Linked DNA regions of Mus musculus: all the other regions are linked to region 1. A link is a contact called in public HiChIP or PLAC-seq and promoter capture Hi-C data. All regions are on one chromosome and are shown on one strand. Each heading gives the region's core, a stretch centred on a gene start, on an enhancer-like site or on the middle of the called end of the contact. The rest is flanking DNA. Distances are from core to core; before and after follow the strand shown. Region 1 holds the start of Inhba (inhibin beta-A). Region 2 has its middle 200 kb from the start of Gm31711. Region 3 has its middle 55 kb from the start of Gm31711.

Region 1 (4,360 bases), core at 641-3,140:
AAAACTGGCTGAGAATGTGCTGAGGGCATATGAGAATGTGGGTGGGGATTGCAAGGCTGCTATTTGTTGCCTGATATGAGTTTCTACTCATTGGGTACCATGCATGCATGAGGAAGCAGGGTCACTTCAATCACTAATACTTTGCATAATTGGATTCTTTTCCAGTGTTATAGTCTGGGTTTCCAAGTTCTCTTGCAGCACAGATGGAAAGGGAATTGGGTGAAATCTTAAAATCATGACTCTAACTCAGGGCTTCTCACTGTATAATCATTGCTAATTTTTCTAGCGTGGGCACCATCCTGTGCTGTGCATTGTAGGAGAGCTCTTAGCATTGGCCTCTGTTCAGTAGATGCCAGTGGCACCTCCTTCCTGGTTATGACAGCTGAACGCATTGTCAGATGTCCCGGAGAGAGAAACCAGTTCAGCTGAGAACCGCTGTTCTGGAGTGAACAACAACGCTTTACTTACGGAATTTTTCCTTCTTTTTCTTTTCCCATTTTTTAACTGTAGCATCTGGGGCCACTGTTCAGATGACAGTCTTCAATATCCTGAAGGCAGGTCCTCATAGACAGCATGAGGCCTGAAGGGATACTCAGGTGGTTCTGAGAAAAAATGTGAGTCTTAGGAATCAGGGAGTTTGGGGTTAACCGTCTCTTATTTGTTGTTTTGGATACAGTTCAGAGCAATGTGAATGCCCCCCTTTCCAGTTCGGTTTTGAACTATTCATTCTTGTTCTAGCTTAGAAGCACACAGCCCCCTAGTTGGATTTTTGACTGCAAAGTGCCGCTCCATCTCTGGCCCAAATCCTGGTATCTAACATTTGGCCCAAACTAGTTGCAGGCTGTGGCCTGTAGGAAACAGACAGGTTTGCCAACCCCATACTCTACCAAAGCCGTTTGATGGGATGGTTAGACAGGGACTTCCACAGTTTACTGCAGCAAATATCATTCAGAGTCCTGCCCATGTTTTCTGGATGTTGTGCTGTCTCTTGTGGGGGAGAGGGTAACCCTAACCAAGGAGGCCAGGTCTTCCCCCCCCCCCCACCACCCCTTAAGCCCAGAACAACACGTAGCTGATGAGAACACCTCAAAGGTTCTTTTCATTTTTATAGTCACGTTTCATGTTTACTTTCCCAGCAAGGCAGGCAGAAATCATGAATTTTTTTTTTTGAAACAGATTTTTCATAGGAAGGAACCAAACACCCTGAGTTATCAGCAGCTTGTCTGTGCCTCTGAACCACCAGCCTCCTGTCATTCAGTTGAATCAGAGGACACTTGTCAGTCACCTGCTTAAGGTGTCCACATTCTCTGGCTTGCATGTTTCACTGAATCACAGGATCTGTGAGCAGCAGCTAACCACAGAGTCAGAGTCGTGGAAAACGGCTTCCTTTCCAAGCCTGTCTCCTTGCTTCAGGGATAGTGAGGGAAGAGCGATTAATAGCCTGCATGAAAGCTTAAGGACATACGGTTTGCTTGAGAGGAAAAGTGAATATTCTCACGACTTGATCTCTGCCAACTTTATATGGGCCCAGCTGCTGCACAGGGCAAACACACTAGTCCAGAGTTAGCTATGCCCCTAAGATGTGTGTCACCACAAGCCACCGGCCAGCACTGAAACGCAGGTTTCCCTCATCCACACAAAGGAGCTCTATCCTCAAAGGAACTTTGTTTCTTGACCAGCTCACTAATTGTGATTGAAAACACCAGCTCCCCAGCAATGCTCACGCATCCGAGTTAGCAGAAACAAGACAGGCCCTAATTGCTCCATTTACATAAAAGTAGAAACATACAACTTCTAAATATAAATCTCTGGCACATCTCTTCTTTTGCAATTACAGTAAAATAAGGTACCAGTTTCCCTCCGGGCTCCTCCTCACAGCAAGCTGCTCCCGGGGTTCGCTAGTGGCTGCTCCTCCAGGCAGCACCGGGCCAGCGTGGAGTTGGAGCTTTGTGAAGTAGCCAGTAAATCAGAACGCCTCCGCTAGGTGCAGAGCGCGGTGGCAGCGGGCCACTCTGCCAGTGCGGTAGTCGGTGGGACCGAACTCTACACTCGGGAAGGGGCAGTCTGCGGGTGCGGGGCCTGAGCTGCCGCTCGCCTCCGTTGGCCAGGAGACCGGCAGCCCCACTGCAGGTCCTGGTCCCTGACATTCCCTGGCACCGAGGGCTGGGATCAGAGATTCCCGGCTGCACTCACTGAACAGTGATTTTTTTTTTTTCTTTCCCCTCCCTGAATTCTTTAGCTGCCAAAAGGGGGGGAAAAATCAAGAGCTGCGCTTTTAAACGAAGTTGCCCTTGCTGGTGTTCAGGGTAAAAATAGAGGCGGCCGCTTGGACCAGCTTGGCCCCTGAGTCCAGGCGTCCCGCGAGCCGGGCTGGAGCTGCGCATTCGGGAGTGATCCCTGGAAACTGCCAGCAGGTGCTGCTCAAGGTACGGTGGCAAGCTGAAAAGGGACAGGGCCTGGGTGCAGGGAGTCTCCGCGGGAGGGGCAGGAAGTGAAAGAGAAACCAACCCCGCTCAGAGCTGCGCTGACCAGCGCACGCCCTGGGCCCTGGAATTCAGCTGGGAAACGCTGATCCTCAGCCCAGAATATTCCACAGAAGCATTTTAACCTACCTGCTTCCTCCACCACCCCCACCTGGATTTCCATGGAGGAGAGGAGGCTTTCCCAAAGTGGTTCCAGCTCTGAGGTTGGGGGAGATTCAGCTACGTCATAGCTGCTAGACTGGCTTAGCAGGTTGGCACTTTCAGGGTGTCAAAGGCCAACAGGGTCTCAGAGTGACCCTGTGTGAGGCGGCCCCTGCAGTCAGGGTCTTGAACATTCTTATGACACACATGCTTAAGAAACTACAGGGATGCTCCGAAATAACATTCTTTTGTGACCACTGAGTTTTGATCCTGAAATTATACATCCCACTTTATAGATGGAAACACTGAGGCTTGAGTTTAAATTAGGAGGGCGCCCCGGAGCTGGGGTCTGATTCGGGCACTTTTCTGTGCCAAGCCAGTCTACAATCTACATTCGGGTGCAAGTGGGACTTTCCCTGAAGTTATGTGTGAGGCAAGAAATGAGTTTAGATGCTCAGGGATTCTTATCAAACAGCATGGAAGTGCCTCTCTTCCAAAGGTTTATGTTCACCCCGGGGTTGGGGTTGGAATGGAAATGACTATCACTGATTATCTTTCTGTCTTTGCCACCCATATTCCTGTCATTTTCCCCTGCAACTTTATTTCCTACTTCAGTTCTCTTATGCGGATCTTAGAATACTCCTTCCCCTTGCCCCTCCCCTTCCCCCACATATAGCTAGCATCCACACTTTGAAAGCCCTCAAGAGAGACCCTTTCACAGACAGCTCCTGGTGTCATAAAGAAACCTTCCCCACTTCACATCAGGAGACCAGAGCCTCTACAGTTTGCTTATGGGCACAGTGAAAAGTTTATTTTATGCATCTTAAATCCGGCACACGAAACAACATATCTGGTCATATGGCTTTCATTAGTCCCCAGTTTTGCACGTTTTATCCAACTTGTCATAAGAACCTGGTCAGTGCCTTAGCTGTACTTCGCCCCGAGAACAACAGCCCTTCTTCACTGTGCTTATCGGGGCATTCGTCTCTCTCTATGTTATCTCCCTGCCAGTGTGACCCAGGCAAAAGAAAACCCAAACCTAACTTTACTTCTATTTTAAGGAGAGTTCACTTCTTTTCATTAAACTCATATTTATAGTGTTTACAAATGATTGGACTTGAAGTTCTAGCTTTTAAAGAAAAGATGCAGGTGTGTGTGTGTGTGTGTGTGTGTGTGTGTGTGTGTGTTACTGTTGTTTTTGCTAGTTAGGATGGGACTCATCTAGGCAGGATACTTATGAAGTTCACTTGCAAAGGAAGACCATTTCCCAAGTCCGAGGTGATAAATGATGTATGAAGCAGGCATTCAATTTCAAGGTGTAAATTAATAGTGTGAGTCAAAGCAGGGAGACCATCACCACATGGACATACAGATTTTCCTGAAAAAAATATTTTCCTATAATCATAATTATAATACTAGAATTCCTATAAAGAACACTATGAATTTTCTTTGCTGTGGAAAAAATACGGTGCTTTGCAAATAGAAGTAACTTTATGAAGTAACAGATGTCTTATGTATAGACATAAGGCTGAACCTGAATCTAATAAGAGGTGTATGTATGAATAGTAAAATGTCAAAGCTGGACACTCTTGGAGATGTGTGTATGTGGTTCTCTTATGTTTGTAAAGGGTGGACTATTCCTAGCCACAGGCTTTACTGGCTCAGGACATCACCCAGGTCCTGTCTCAGAAGCCAAGAGAGATTTCCATTAGATAATGAATTATGAAATGTCTCAC
Region 2 (4,360 bases), core at 687-3,186, 450 kb after region 1:
AATGGAGCATTAATAAAAATTAAGTTTTCTACTCAGCAAGGATAACATTTAGCTATGTTACAACTAAAGAGAAACAGTCTAGTTAGAAGACAAGTTTTCATATAGTAAATAGATTACCCATTGCACTATTCCACATCCCACCCCACCCTGCACCACTCCAAAATGTAGATTTTACCCTGTAAACCGGTTATTAAATTGACATATCTGCAACACTTTTCAAAGCTATGGAGATAGGGAATAAGTAAAGAAGTGGGTAGTTAAGCTTAGGAGATGGCTCAATGGAAGAGATACTCTCCATGCAAACAAGCATAAGGACCAAGTTTAAATCCCCAGTGCCCAGACAAGCTCCCACAAACATGCTGACATACATGCAAGCATGCATGTGCACACACACACATACACATACATACATACATGCAAAAGAAAGAAAGAGAGAGAGGGGGGAGAAGAAAAGAAACAAAGAAGCAAGGATGAAACATATAGTACAAACAAACACATCTTCAATAAATGGTGCTGGTCTAACTGTCTGTATGTAGAAAAATGGAAATAGAGCCATATTTGTCACCTTGCACAAAGCTCAAGTCCAAGTGGATCAAGGACCTCAACATAAAACCAGATACACTGAATCAAATCGAAGTGAAAATGGGAAAGAGCCTTGAAGAACCTTACAAAATAAAAATGGCTCCTGTAATCATATCTATGTGTTGAGGAGTTACATAGATGAGTACCTAACCAGGAGCCAGGTGAGGATTTGAACATTACAGGCTACTTCAAAATAGAACTGTTCTTGTTTTTCAGTTTGTGCTTAGAGTCCCTGGACATGAACATTGGAGAAGGCAGTATGGTAGTATCCTGGTAAGATGCAGAGTCTGATTCTGTGTATTTCAGGTAGAGCCTAAGAATTTGCATCTTCAACCAGCTACCAGGTGATGCCTCTGCTGGTGGCACTGGATCACATTGAGAAGCAAAGACGGAGCCTACAATCCTGGCTTACTACTGTTTTTGCAGTCTCTTCTAGAATTTTCCAACAAAGCTCCAATTATCAAATAAAATTTTTTGCAAATATAACATGGCCTAATGTTAGTAATGCTAAAACTGAGGTAACAAATACCCTCCATTTATTTTCTCATACCTATACAATTAGGACCCTCAAACATAAGTGAAATTTGAACATGTGAATTAAATTTTTATCAATAATTTTATAGTTTGTAAGCCTTATGAAATTCATATTCTATTCAATTTTCTTTCCTTTCTTTTATTTTTTCTAGGTATCTTTTTCAAAAAACAGAAAATTTACTCAGGTTTATAGCTTTGCCCTTCTGATTTCTAAATTTAGCTGCCAGTTTTAGAAAAATTTGCATACTCTTGAATAAATGCCACTGAAAGGAGAAAGAAGTTTAGAAAGACTACTTATATGCAGATACCTCCTAAAGTGCCCTGTGAATAGCTTTTATTAAGCAAGATTAAAATTGCTCATTATCCCAAAATAACTCTTGTGCATGTGATGTTATAAGAAAAAAGAGCATACTCCATAATCAGTTTGACATTTTTGGAATTTCGAAAGGTAATTAGTCTCTCCTTGGGAAAAAAAAAATCACTATTGTGTGCATTTCCAGGGACTATAGCCCTTCTTTTCATAGCTTTTTTTCCTTCCTCTGGTTCATCTCTGAAATGACTGATGTTAGTCATGTATATGCAGAGATGCCTTTAATGGGGGTAACTTTCCAGATGAAAGATCAAGGATGGGGACTTAGGCAATATCTGAAAAGGGTTCTTCACTGGATTACCTCAATCTGTCATAAGAGTTTTCTCAGAACACCTTTTGCAGTCTAAAACCGTGTGTGCTGAGTATAAGCACAGGTCTTTCCAGTCAGACAATGCTGAGATCAGATCTGATCCTTGACAACTCTGTGTCCTCAGACAGGCTTTGACTCTTGAGTTTCAGTTCTCTCTTCTGGTTAGCTGAGGGGAACATAGGTTTTAGTGTAACCTTGGAGTTCTCTATAGATGTTCTCAGATACATTTCAAACTAATAGTAATGCAAACTCTAATGTGGTTATTAGCAAGATTCCTGGAACACAGACTTAAAAATCTCAGAGAGATAGGAATAGTGCTTGTGGTAAGAAAGAACTAGTTACTACATACGCAGGCTTTGCCCTGCGGTACATAGGAATTAATCAATAAGTAAGAAGCTCCGTTACTCATTTTGCTCATCTTGTGAGAATGAAGTGCAAATCTGCCTAAAAAGTTGGTAGTAGTCAAAAAGTCTTAAGGATGGAATTCTACATGGTCTTGCTAGTGATTAATCCAAAAATCCTTGGGATTTTCCCAAGGACAGCAAGTAGGAAGTATTCTTTAGCTAGAGAAAGTCTGTACTCACAGTCTGAGTCAAATCTATACAGGAACCTTGATTCATGAAACAACCCCCTTGGCTCTACTCTGTGTCTACTGAAGATGAGCCATGAAATGCCTGCCCAGGCTTGACTAGAAGAACAGTCAGGGAAGAAAAAAAAATCAATTATTTAGATCGTAACCTATGTATTCCTTTCACTAAATGGCATAATATTAATTATTTTATTATCTTTAAATAATTTTTAAATCACACTTTAAAAATAACTGTCTACAAACTTTCTATTTCTGGCCCTGTAGGTAGGAGGTCCCTAACTTTTGTGAGTTTGACACACATACCTATAATCTTAGCAGCTGGGACTTAGAAGCAGGAGAATATACAGTGCAGGGTATGCCTCAACTGCCGAGTAAGTCCAAGCACATGTAGTACATGTATATCTGTCTCAAAATAAAATTACAGAGCTATGGCACAACTATGAAAGGTATCACTATGTGGACGGATATGCGACAAAGAGAATTACAAGAGAAAGCAATTGTATTATAAACGGTTTATTTGAAGAAATAATGAAGATGCTCAAAGACAGAAAGAAAAAAGAAAGAGAGAGTGGGGGATGAAAAACCCTGCAGCCAGGCATATCATTCCTAAACTAAACAAAATCAAAGGAAAAAAATCTTAAAATAGGCTTCATAGGATTGGAGAGATTCTTCCCTATGGACAAAAATAAGAATTAATCTTACTTTTCCTTAGAAACCAAATAAAAAAGAAGTAAGTAATTAGAACACTGATTGATGAGATACAAATAGCAGAAAGACCCTGGTTTTCCATGTCCTGTGAAAAGATATGAGTCATCTTTGCAAACTAAAAGGATGAAATGCTACCAGTAGGTCTGACTTACAGAAATAGTAAAAGAAATAAAAAAGAAAAAGTGGTTTAACAAGAAAATCAAGAAGAGGGAAGACCAATGGGTGGATACTTCCTTCCTCCTTAGAATAGGGAACAAAATACCCATAAAAGGAGTTATAGAGACAGAGTTTGGAGCAAAGACAAAAGGATGGACCATCCAGAGACTACCCCACCCAGGGATTCATCCCATAATCAGCCACCAAACCCAGACACTATTGCATATGCCAGCAAGATTTTGATGAAGGGACTCTGGTATAGCTGTCTCATATGAGTCTATACCAGTGCCTGACAAATGCAGAAGTGGATGCTCACAGTCATCTATAAGATGGAACACAGGGCCCCCAGTGGAGAAACTAGAGAAAGCACCCAAGGAGATGAAGGGGTCTGCAACCCTATAGGTGTAACAACAATATAAACTAACCAGTACCCCCAGAGCTTCTGTCTCTAGCTGCATATGTAACAGAAGATGGCCTAGCCAGCTGGGAAGAGAGGCCCCTTGGTATTGCAAACTTTATATGCCTTAGTACAGGGAATGCCAAGTGGGAGTGGGTGGGTAGGGGAGCGGGATGGGGGAGGGTCTAGGGAACTTTCGGGATAGCATTTGAAATTTGAAATGTATATAAAGAAAATATCTAATTAAAAAAAAAAAGACAAAGTGGTTTAGGACTGAAACTTTGATGTATATAGGGAGAAAAAACATTGATGGATACATACGTCAAATTAAAATAAATAACCTTTTTATTATTGATACTACTTACAATACTTTAACATAGAAATGGTGACCAGTTATACAGCTGGGAAGATGTTACACACACACACACACACACACACACAAACACACACATACAGAGGAGCTGTATGTATGCAATATATAGGTTCTAAATACATACACATATGAAAGGATATCTATTTAGAAAATCTGCAAAACTGAGGAAAAAATGGAAGAAGTGGTCATAGCAACTCTTTAATATATGAAATTCATATAAAAAGTTAATTGGCTTTGGAAATCTTAGCAATTGACAAATTTAAAGGAACTATAGCATTTTTATTGCCATATTTAAAAGTGAATATCTGGGTCTCTCTCTCTCTCTCTCTCTCTCTCTCTCT
Region 3 (4,360 bases), core at 500-2,999, 300 kb after region 1:
ACCAAAGCAACTTTAGAAGAGTTTTTGGAGGAAGAGTTACAGTTTCAGATCATGAATCCATGACCACTATGGCAGGAGGCATGGCAGCAGTAGGCAAGTGTGGCACTGGAATAGTAGCTAAAAACTTGCATCTTGATTCACATAGGTAACTGGTAAAGTCTTGAAACCCCAAAGCTCTTCCAGTGACACATGTCCTCCCACAAGACCAAACTTCCTAATCTTTCTCAAACATTTCTGCTAACTGGGTATTCAAACACATGAATCTATACTGGAGGGCTCACTTTCCTTCAAACCACCAGAGAAGGGACTCATATCACAGCATAGGCAGGTAAGTATCAATGCCTCATCTGGGAGATAGGTGCCTGTAACACAGGGTTCCCCAATATCAGGACAAAGCTTGCCTGCCCTGGACACCCACAGGGAAAAATGCAACTTGATATTTAAGTGAAAAAGGTTGCATTAAAAAAAAAATCTCACAACAGCCCCTACTAAAAGAAAATATGTGTGAATGAGCTGAAGGGCACATGGATAAAATTTCCACTAAAATATACATCATTTAGACTGTGGGGGGTAGTGTTCTTGGAAAACCATGTTCCAAGTTTTACCAAACCTAAACTTTGGGGAACAAAAAAAAAAAAAAAAAAAAAACAGTTTCAGAGTGTTGACAACCAATAACACAGTGAAGCTCACTGTCGGAATACAATTTGAGTGTGGTTAGCTGACAGTTTGGAAAGCCTGTGGTATGGCCTCTGATGAGTCAGCAGTTCTGGCCACCTACAGTTTGAGTGTATTCTGACTGCAGTTTAAGCACAAGACCAGAAAGAGTGGAGATGGAACAGGAGGAAGTGAGCTTCATAATCCCATTGACATTGACGCAGTCCTCTACAAACAGAACTTTAGTTCTTCTAATATATAATAGTTAGTAGATCTATTTGAAATGTACTACATGCTGGTATCCAGTGGTACTTATTACACAGTAGAGGGACAAGAGTTCTGAGAAACCTTGCCTTTGAGAACCCTATAGCTCACAACTGAAAGAAGGCTTGTGCAGGTGAAGGTGAATGGCTACATGCAGCATCTCTGGTGGTAGTGGGAGCAGAAAAGAGGTTCTTGCATATGCCTGCCTGCCCTCGAAGTTCAGTCCTCCTATACAAAATGCTTAAAGGTATGAGTGAAACTGATGAGACAAATTTAGCATAGATTCTTCAAGGCAAATTAAGCATAGGTCCTCACTAGGTTTGATTTGTTTGTTTGTTTGTTTTTTGTTTGTTTGTTTTTTCGCATCAGGGTTTCTCTGTGTAGCCCTAGTTGTCCTGTAACTCACTCTGTAGACCAGGCTGGCCTAGAACTCAGCAGTCTGCCTGCCTCTGCCTCCCAAGTGCTGGGATTAAAGGTGTGCGCCACCACTGCCCCCTCACTAGTTTTTGAATCTACACATCTGGCAAAGAAAGTTTAATCCATGGGTTTCTAAATCATTTATCCTTATGCATCCTAATGTGTTAAATAAAGTTCAAGAAAACTTTCCCTTTCCTTCCTCTCTTCCCCTCCCTTCCTCCTCTGCTTTCTTCTTTTCTTCTTCCTTCTTTCTAAATCTACCCCCCTTTTGAAATCTCTCCCTGTAAATCTCTCAAAATCTCTCTTCTTCTTTCTCTCTGTCAATAAGAACTTTATTGAGCTAAGTACAAGGCTCTCTAAGAGCAAAGGAGTGATGAAAGCCGAGCGTTGTGAATCCCTGAAACTCAAATGGCCTTTGAGTTTGACAACCCTGGACCAAACCCAAACAGGGCATGATTAGTGCAATCTCTTGCCTCTTATCTAGGTTATGGCCATTCATCAAAAACTACTTCCAGGAGGTATTTGGATTATATGTATTCCTATTAAACCTTCTTTGAGTTGCCATATAATGCAATGGTCCAAAGGCTAGGGATCCAAAATGGTAGTTTAGTCTGGAGACATCAATCAGAACTGTTTGAAAATTGGAAAACTGGTCTTTCCTTGCTTGTAAATGTTGTTCCTAATGCCCCCAAACAACTGTTAAAAATGTTCTTTGGGATTTGACTAAGATTCCTGGGGATTTAAGGTACCGGCTGCCAGATTGTTAAAATGCATTAATGTTTACAGTGATTATGATTATGAGATCTAATAATAAATACTCGCACATGCTGGAACACAGCCCAAATCCCACTGTTTCACAAGAAAGTCTCAGCATAAAGCCACAGTTCCTGAGAAAGCTCCATACAGGAGATTCTGAGAGCATCTAGGCCCACAGATTAGCCTGCCAGCAGGCCAATCAGGTTCTCTCCAGACCTCAAATGCTTTATAAAATAAGACAAGAAAAATATCCATTTTAACTGCATCTTTTCATTTCTACTAATTTGGATAAGCTGGATGTATGAAAGCAATGTGTTTCAGATTCCAAGAAACATCTTACAAGTTATAGAAGTAGTTGCAGTCAGAAGTGACTCCCAAGTGCTACTGCCCAGGACACAATTCGCTCCCGTGTGCCATTTTGACCTTAAACACAACCCTGAGGCCACTGAGGCCACTCTCACCACCCTTTCATCTATCCAAGGATGTGGAGCTCATGCACTCAAAGGATCTTGGCTCCAATGAGGTCCAGGTCAAGGTCTGATTCATTGTGGGCCAGATACCTCTCCTGAGCTGCCAGATCACTTCCTAGGATTGAGTCAAAGTCCAAAGAAGCCAAGTTCTTCCAACTACACAGAATGCAGTTCTAGGAATACTTATTCAACAGTACTGTTATGGGCAGTATGAGCAGTATGCCAAGTCCAATATCCTCCCTGGACTTTACAACATAGTGATCCTCTGTGCACACATAAAGGATGCTGATTGCTCTATTTCTAGCAGAAATCACACACACACACACACACACACACACACACACACACACACACACATACTTGCATGCACACATACCACACATATGTAAACACACACAGAAATAGACACACCACACATACATGCATACACATGCACAAACACAAATATGCATAAACACTCACAAACACACACACACTAGAACAAACAAACAAACAAACAGCACCACTAAAATAGAATTTTACACATTTTGGTGACATACTTAATACTCAGGTACTAGTCAGTCATTGTACCATTTTCTCTTCCTAGTCAGGAAAAGGCTTTAAAATGTCTCTTATAAGGGCAATGATAAGGACATTGAAAATCATCTGACAGTAGGAAAACAGTTTAGAGACAAAAGAGGTTAAAACTCAAAAGTCCTTTAAAAAAAAGTGAAAAAAAAAAATCCTGAGAAACTGCTGAACTTTTAGAGCTCTGGAAATCTCAGGAGTATTGAGTGTCTCTTTTATAGGAGAAAGGACCAATCTGTACCCCACGCTAATACCGTGGGCTGCAGAAGGCAAATGTTTACAAACTGTGCTGGATTGTTTAATCCAAAACCTTTCCCTCCTGTCTCAGGATTGTATGTCTACATGAAGTTCAAAAGGCTTTTAAAGATAAGGTGGGCCAGCAAGCACCCAGAGAGCCAATGAGAGAGCTGTTTGCTTGTCAACCTGATATGGCCTGATTTTACTGATAGCCAATCCACAGTTTGAAAAGTGATGAAAGAAATTCTAGTAGGGGAAAATGTCAGAGTGATCCCTGAAAAAGACCACTGGCAGAAGCCAGAGGGAGCCGCAGAAGAACAAAACCTGCACTGTGACTCTTCATAGACCAGTGAGCGGCTGCACGTTGAGTTCAGAACTGGGGGATTCTGATAGTATAGTCTGAGCAGAGGGGTGAAGCCTCTCACCTTCCTAGTTTTCTTTTTTGGTGTGAGGAATGGATTCATGAGTCCTTTCTGATTTGCATAGCTGTCAAATGACATATTTCTTCATATTTCCTTTAGTGAGATTTTTTTTGGAAGGAGGTAAAATACCTTATATTATTTGAAGTTTTCATGGCTTTAGGATGGTGTAATTAATCTACAGTTGATTGTTCAAATTTCTAAAAATGAGCAGGTCTAAGATGAGGTAGCTCAGTGGTAGAGTGCTTACTTAGCTCATTGCTCAGCTTCCATCACTAGCCATTGGTTCCCTAGTAAGGATCCCAGCCCCACGAACCCCTCCACCATCCATGACTGTGCCTGTACCTGTGAGTGAGGCTGATGTGAGGTCATTACAGCAACCTCCATGCTCCATGAAATAGATTACAGGAAAATCCAGCTGTATTATTTTATTTTTGTCAAGACTAAACAATTTTCATTAAAAACAAAAAGGCCAAGAGAAAAGAAAATCCAAATGGGATAAAAAACAAAATCCAGAAACTTATTGAAGAGAAGATAAATAAATAAAACTTTGCCACAGCAAAGGAGCTCCTGTCC

The links. Promoter capture Hi-C pulls out the DNA fragments that hold promoters and counts their contacts. HiChIP or PLAC-seq counts read pairs in DNA pulled down with a chosen protein or histone mark.
Region 2: a contact with region 1 is called in an H3K27ac HiChIP or PLAC-seq map of bone marrow-derived dendritic cells, with 4 times the contacts expected there. The contact joins the enhancer-like site here to the promoter of Inhba in region 1. A contact is called at or near these places in 14 of 39 promoter capture datasets (the 3T3-L1 cell line, the HPC-7 cell line, HPC-7-derived erythroid cells and 9 more), 2 of 15 datasets of contacts at CTCF or cohesin (large pre-B cells and pro-B cells), 30 of 484 Hi-C or Micro-C datasets (the 63-12 cell line, B cells, ECoMG-derived neutrophils and 21 more), 9 of 115 datasets of contacts at active chromatin or transcription factors (the NIH/3T3 cell line, bone marrow-derived dendritic cells, bone marrow-derived macrophages and 6 more) and 1 of 9 other capture datasets (macrophages).
Region 3: a promoter capture Hi-C map of liver shows a contact between it and region 1. The contact joins the enhancer-like site here to the promoter of Inhba in region 1. A contact is called at or near these places in 10 of 39 promoter capture datasets (the 3T3-L1 cell line, 3T3-L1-derived adipocytes, cranial neural crest and 5 more), 3 of 15 datasets of contacts at CTCF or cohesin (the NIH/3T3 cell line, large pre-B cells and pro-B cells), 3 of 484 Hi-C or Micro-C datasets (large pre-B cells, liver and macrophages), 7 of 115 datasets of contacts at active chromatin or transcription factors (the NIH/3T3 cell line, astrocytes, bone marrow-derived macrophages and 4 more) and 2 of 9 other capture datasets (embryonic stem cells and pancreatic islet).

Annotation. Positions count from the first base shown.
Region 1 is chr13:16,009,961-16,014,320 of GRCm38.p6, forward strand. Inhba (inhibin beta-A) reads left to right here and starts at 1,891. Exons shown (of 5, transcript NM_008380.2): 1 at 1,891-2,130; 2 at 2,240-2,426. It also overlaps the pseudogene B230303A05Rik.
Region 2 is chr13:16,463,590-16,467,949 of GRCm38.p6, forward strand. No RefSeq gene overlaps it. Among named protein-coding and RNA genes, the nearest start is that of Gm31711, 200 kb to the left of the region's middle. Within about 2 kb of position 1,937, at least 7 of the 459 cell types and tissues checked have an H3K27ac peak or open chromatin away from gene starts, as enhancers often do. A contact at or near this core is called in bone marrow-derived dendritic cells, where this site is marked.
Region 3 is chr13:16,314,117-16,318,476 of GRCm38.p6, forward strand. No RefSeq gene overlaps it. Among named protein-coding and RNA genes, the nearest start is that of Gm31711, 55 kb to the left of the region's middle. Within about 2 kb of position 1,750, at least 21 of the 459 cell types and tissues checked have an H3K27ac peak or open chromatin away from gene starts, as enhancers often do. A contact at or near this core is called in liver, where this site is marked.